Regions from separate parts of the Cyprinus carpio genome. Here region 2 is linked to region 1. The links are chromatin contacts, called in public Hi-C maps. All regions are on one chromosome and are shown on one strand. The core of a region is the stretch at or near the end of the contact, and the rest is flanking DNA. Distances in the headings are between cores, read along the strand shown. Region 1 holds the start of LOC109083203 (calcitonin gene-related peptide type 1 receptor-like). Region 2 has its middle 16 kb from the start of LOC109046615.

The links. Hi-C and Micro-C count contacts between places; a contact is called where the count stands out from the background.
Region 2: a Hi-C map of red blood cells shows a contact between it and region 1, with 2.7 times the contacts expected there. The contact joins the enhancer-like site here to the promoter of LOC109083203 in region 1. A contact is called at or near these places in 2 of 8 Hi-C or Micro-C datasets (liver and red blood cells).

Annotation. Positions count from the first base shown.
Region 1 is chrB19:14,426,840-14,429,572 of ASM1834038v1, reverse strand. It overlaps LOC109083203 (calcitonin gene-related peptide type 1 receptor-like), which reads left to right and starts at 1,453. Exons shown (of 17, transcript XM_042745057.1): 1 at 1,453-1,734.
Region 2 is chrB19:14,472,990-14,476,113 of ASM1834038v1, reverse strand. No RefSeq gene overlaps it. Among protein-coding and RNA genes, the nearest start is that of LOC109046615, 16 kb to the right of the region's middle. Within about 2 kb of position 1,868, at least 5 of the 8 cell types and tissues checked have an H3K27ac peak or open chromatin away from gene starts, as enhancers often do. A contact at or near this core is called in liver, where this site is marked.

The DNA of each region.
Region 1 (2,733 bases), core at 204-2,703:
AATCCATTCTCCTTACTTAAGGAAAACAATAAATTGCAGTACGGACATTCTGCATTTTTCTGCTCTGCGGGCTCAGGGATTTGGGTGGCCTTTATGACCACATCCTTTTCAATGAGAGTATTTAGCTCCAGCAACAATTGTTGTGCTTATTGGAAAATTACTGCAAAACTTTAATCTTATAAAAACAAAACCTGCATAAACAAAATCATAAAATGCCTTTTGTCTTAAAATACTATTATTTATACTATTAGCCTATTATTATTAGAATTTTTGCTTACTCTTCAGTGAACATGGCAATAAACAACAAGTAGTATATGCCAATATTAAGCAGTTCATATTGTTATTTAAGTAATTGCCTACATGTACCCTATACTGTATATAATACGGCAATCAGGGTTCAAATTATGGTGGGTTAACTGTGCTAGATGGACATGTTTGACTGTTGTGCCGCATCTCTCTGCTTTTTCAGCGTCTCGCGCAAGAAGGTTGCATTTAACTTTAAAAAAATGCGTTTTGTGAACTCTCCTCTCTACTGTTCTGTGCAAACGGCCACTTCATTCTATTAAATGAGGTTTAAAACTGCTGTTTTATGTGGGACTGTTGTCAGTCGACAGGTTTCAACAAATTGGAATAAAGAGCTGGTAATAAATCAAAAATAACACACACACACACGTTTGTTTTTGTGAAAAGTGGGGACATCCCATAGGTGTAATGGTTTTTATACTGTATAAACTGTATATTCTATCGCCCTACACTAACACTACACCTAACCCTAGCCCTCACAGGAAACTTTGTGCTATTTCAGATTTTCAATACACTCCATTCTGTGTGATTTCTATGCGTTTTGAAAAAGTGGGGACATGGAGTAATGTCCTGAAAAGTCACCTTCTCCTTGTAATACCTATGTTATACCCTTGTTATTATACAAATTTGTGTCCTGATATGTCACAAAAACACGCCCGCACACACACACACCCACACACACGCACACACGCACACACACACACACATATATATAAACTTGTAAACAAAATTTTCAGCGAAATTAAGAACTATATCTTACCTGTGTGATATTACTTCATAAGCCATTATCACATTAGTGTGTGTGTGTGTGTGTGTGTGTGTGTGTGTGTGTGTGTGTGTGTGTTTTAAATCATAAATATACCAAAACTTGAGTACTTTTTTTCTAAGTGTGCGCGCCAAAATGCATGATGGTTTTACCAAGAGGAGCCTCAACAGAAAATCCCCCCGAATTATCTTCACACTGACTATAATATAATGCTAATATATTCTCGAAACAATCTGCCTACCTAGACAGCCTATTTTGGGAATGTTTCTACGAGGCTCAAAATGTTGTCTATGAAGGCAGCTCACTAGATTTTAAAACACAGCCTCAGTGTGTCTTTGAGCGAGATGGAGCCCGCTGTCAGTGATTCTAGGAGGAGCCCACGCGCTCCACATGCTCGGCGAGATATGAGCGCCAGTTAGATGCACTTGGATTACCGGCTGCTGAACTGAAACAACGTCTCCGCTCATAAAAATATGTAAAACAGTGACGTTTCTGATTACACTTCTTTTTAACGAGTGGATATTCTCCTCAGTCGGAGATAAAACACAAGATGCAGTGAAAGCATCACTTATTATAGTCCCAGACGATGGAATTCAGTTTGAGAAGCCCAGTGTGAGAAAGTGAAGTGTGCGCGGGATATAGGCTACATTCTCCTCCATATAACGGTAAGATATTCATATTGTTCTGATGGAATAAACAGCGCTTTATTGCTTTGTTACCTGTATGTTTTGCATATATGTAGCCTAAATCTCGTAGTTTTTTTTCTTGCATGATTTGTGACTTCTGCGTATGTGTTGTGCTTTACATTGATATTTGATTTCTGTTACCATTGTTATTAAATATAGCCTAGAATAATTTGATTAATAAAAATATGGACAATTAAAAATAAAAGGTTAAATAAAATAAATTTGCCCAATATAAATGGTAAGTGTCAACCTGGCAACATGCAAACCTCTGTTTGCCAAATCACTGCAGAAAAAAATAGATTCATAATTTCCTACTGTCAATAGCCTACATAAAGGCATGTATTGACTGAACTTAAAGCCATTTGAAAACCAAATGAAAACCATTTTTATTGGTTTAGCAATTATATAATAAGAGTGCACATGACAGCATGGCAGAATCTGTGTTTTATAAATCTATTTTAAATATGAGGCGTCCAGTCAGATAGTGACAGATATAACCCTGGATGCCTCATAAACTGACAGCGCTTTGCAGTACTATGCTGGTCTACTGGTCTAGTTAACATCCCTGTGAGTATGATTATGACAGCCATACATTTCATAATTTGTGTAGAACATTGGCTCATTATATAAACCCTACAGGAAGCAGTGTTTCTAGGTTTCTATCTCCTTTATGGCAGGAGGATTAAATTGGAGTCGCCATATATTCCATTGAGAGGATTAAGAGATGCAGCTGGGAAATCTGAAAAGAGATGAAACAAACCCATGCTGATGCTGCTTTTACAGTTTGGTTGTAAAGTAACAGGGATCTTTTAAAGAAAGCGTTTGTTGTGATGCATATTTGACCTTTTTAGTAACAATGCATGCAAGTTAAATCTCAGAAAGCAACAAAATACTAAAGACACTAAGCAGCGATGCATCTTAAAAAGATTGATTTTTTCTTTGCAGAGATAAGGGTTTGACTTTCATGTAATCAAATAG
Region 2 (3,124 bases), core at 619-3,118, 46 kb before region 1:
GGCTAGCGGACCCCCACCTGCTGTTAGCATTCCATTGACTCCCATTCATTTTGGCGTCACTTTGACAGCGAATAACTTTACATCTGAGGTGTTTAAAGACTCCATTTGTCCATTCGTTATTTCTAAAGAAACACGAAAATGTATAAAAGGCCCCATTACCTTGTATCTTACGTTATGGCCCTGTAGAAGCAGTTTTTGTAAAAATAGGCTAACGATTGCGTCATAACCTGCGACTCTCTGTCGTACAGTAGAGAAATTACCGTATGGACAGGAGGAGAAGCTCGCAGGCAATCTTTTACTGTCTATGAGGGTATCGGGGGGACGTGGAGGCATAAAGTCAAGCGAGAAGCCCATAGAGAGCCCATAAAAGCAACGAGACAAAATTATTCAACAACGTCTGCAAGATTTGGTGGGTGATTCAGATTTCTCTTGGCACAGCGATTAGAAGACATACAATTGTCAGACAGGTTGCTCACGTGACATTTACGTAATCAAGCTGAGTTTGAGTCTGTGCAGTACGCTCGACCCCCAGGAAGTGCGTGCTCCTAATTGACTTCACTTGTCTCCGTTGAATCCAACGGGGTCACTGTTTCCATTTCTTTTACTGTCTATGATCCCTACCGGTGCCTGACGTCTTCTTCTTCTTCTTGCTTTATGGCGGATAGCAGACTTATAAATGCATTACCGCCACCTATCTCTCAAGTAGACACTCCTAATTGAGATTGTAGACAGAGTGTCAATGGTCCATTTGAGAGATAGGTGGCCCTGGGGGTAAGCAGATAGCACAGCATCGCTGTGAAGAGCCTTTTAAGCACCTTTATTTTTAAGAGTGTAGTATTACAATTAAAATAGCTGTTGTCTAGTTAAGTATGTTTTAAAATGTAATTTATTCCTGTGATTTTTTTTAAGCAGTCACTACGCTGGTCTGCAGTGTCAGTTATGCTGCTTAATATTATGTGTAAAATGTATATTTTTCATAATTTTTTGAGGAATAGAAGGTTCAAAAGAACAACATTTATTTGAAATAGAACATCTTTTGAACAATACAATAATATAACATTAAAAATATCTTTACTGTGACTTACTTGCAAAAAAAGTTAATGAAAATGATCTATCTATCTATCTATCTATCTATCTATCTATCTATCTATCTATCTATCTATCTGTCTGTCTGTCTGTCTGTCTGTCTGTCTGTCTGTCTGTATATCTATCTATCTGTCTGTCTATCTATCTATCTATCTATCTATCTATCTATCTGTCTGTCTGTCTGTCTGTCTGTCTGTCTGTCTGTCTGTATATCTATCTATCTATCTATCTATCTATCTATCTATCTATCTATCTATCTATCTATCTATCTATCTATCTATCTATCTATCTATCTATCTATCTATCTATCTATCTATCTATCTATCTATCTTTTAATATACACAAATAAGATTCCCAAACTGATACAATAATATAAAAAAAGTAGCTTCTTTACACGTCTCTCAGCTCTCTCAGCAGTAGATGACGTGGCTGAAGACAAAGATTTTCATGACCTTACTGCACTGAGCAGCAGACACCTCCACTAAGAAAAGGAAGAGGAAAGAAAAAACAGTTAATGACATGTGTGGCGAGCCGGAGAGATTTGGGCATTGGCAGCTGAAGCTTGCAGTGCTGTTCTATCTGTTATTTTGGAGGATGGCTAGTATTTTACATAGCAGTCTGCAGCCTTGAAAAACATGACATTAAAGGAACCCGATGATGGCGAGGAGAGCTTGATGTCTGTAACTCCGTCCGAATGTTTAGACTATAGATTCCAGACTGCTTCTTATAGTAATGGAAGGGATCTCAACTCAATTGCAGAGTCTAGATGAGCTGAACAATAAAACTTGGCACACGTTTTGCTGAACAAAATCTGTAAATGCTACTAAACTAATGATTACAAACTTTTAAGGCATAAAAGACACATATCTACTGAAAAATGGAAAGTAAGATGTGTCTGTGAAAGTTTTCCTTTCTTGCTCCCCTTTTTTGTCCAGATGTGTTTCTCGTCTCTTTCTCCTTCTCCCTTGAGTCAGCCTCTGTGATTCATTTTCCACAGACATCTTGAGCCCCCCCACCCCCCATCTCCCCTTTCTCACTCTCTTTTTCTCTCACTCCTGCAGTGCCTCAGCCTGCCTGTCAGGTCTGGAAAAAACACAGACGAAGGAAGGAGTGGAATCCTGTGGCCTGAAGCTACACGCAAACACACAGAGAATGGTGGGACGTCGTTTCTCTCTGCCCCTCCCTGATCAGGGCCTGTGGTGGTCAGTGGGCAGCAAACACAATCAGCCAGGGGTTTTTACGGGACCCTGAAGGTGCAAGACCCTTATTCTAGGGGTGTGTGTTCCAGACTTGATGAAGAAGGAGGAGTTTATGGGTTAATGACAGTCTCTGAAGGTAATACTGTTTCAAGAAACCCCTCCTTCAAATGGCGTCTCTGCTCCGCCCATTTCTGAACTTTCACACTTCATGCGATTCCCCACCCAAACAAAAAAGTAAGCCCCTCCATCAATGCACAAACTTCCTCCACTGAAATAAAAATTCCTGATTGATTTGTTTTACATAGCAACAATAATGTTGATTTATATATATATTATAAGTCATGAACTTTGTATTTTGAGTATTTTTTTTTTACTTGAAATTGTATATAAAAACACTACAGGTCATAACAATAAAAGAATTATGGAATAATTATGGTTTTTAATGTTTTTGAAAGAAGTCTGTAATGCCCATTAAGGCTGCATTTATCTGATCAAAACTAAAGTAAAAACTGAAATATTGTAAAATATTATTACAATTTAAAATAACTGTTTTCTATTTTAATATATTTTAAAATGTAATTTAATTCTGTGATTGCATGACTGTATTGTTTTAGCAGCTATTGCCTCCTATGTCCTTCAGAAATTATTAATATACTGAATTGGTGCTTTTTTATTATCAATGTTAAAAATGTTTTTTACAGCTTAACATTTTTTTTTTTTTTTGTGAAATCTGTTATGCACTTCTGTATCTTTCAGAGGTTTGGGTTAAAATTACAATAAGGGCTTTTTTAGCATTCCAAATGAATTCTATTAAAAAATTATGTTCTTTTGTACTTTCT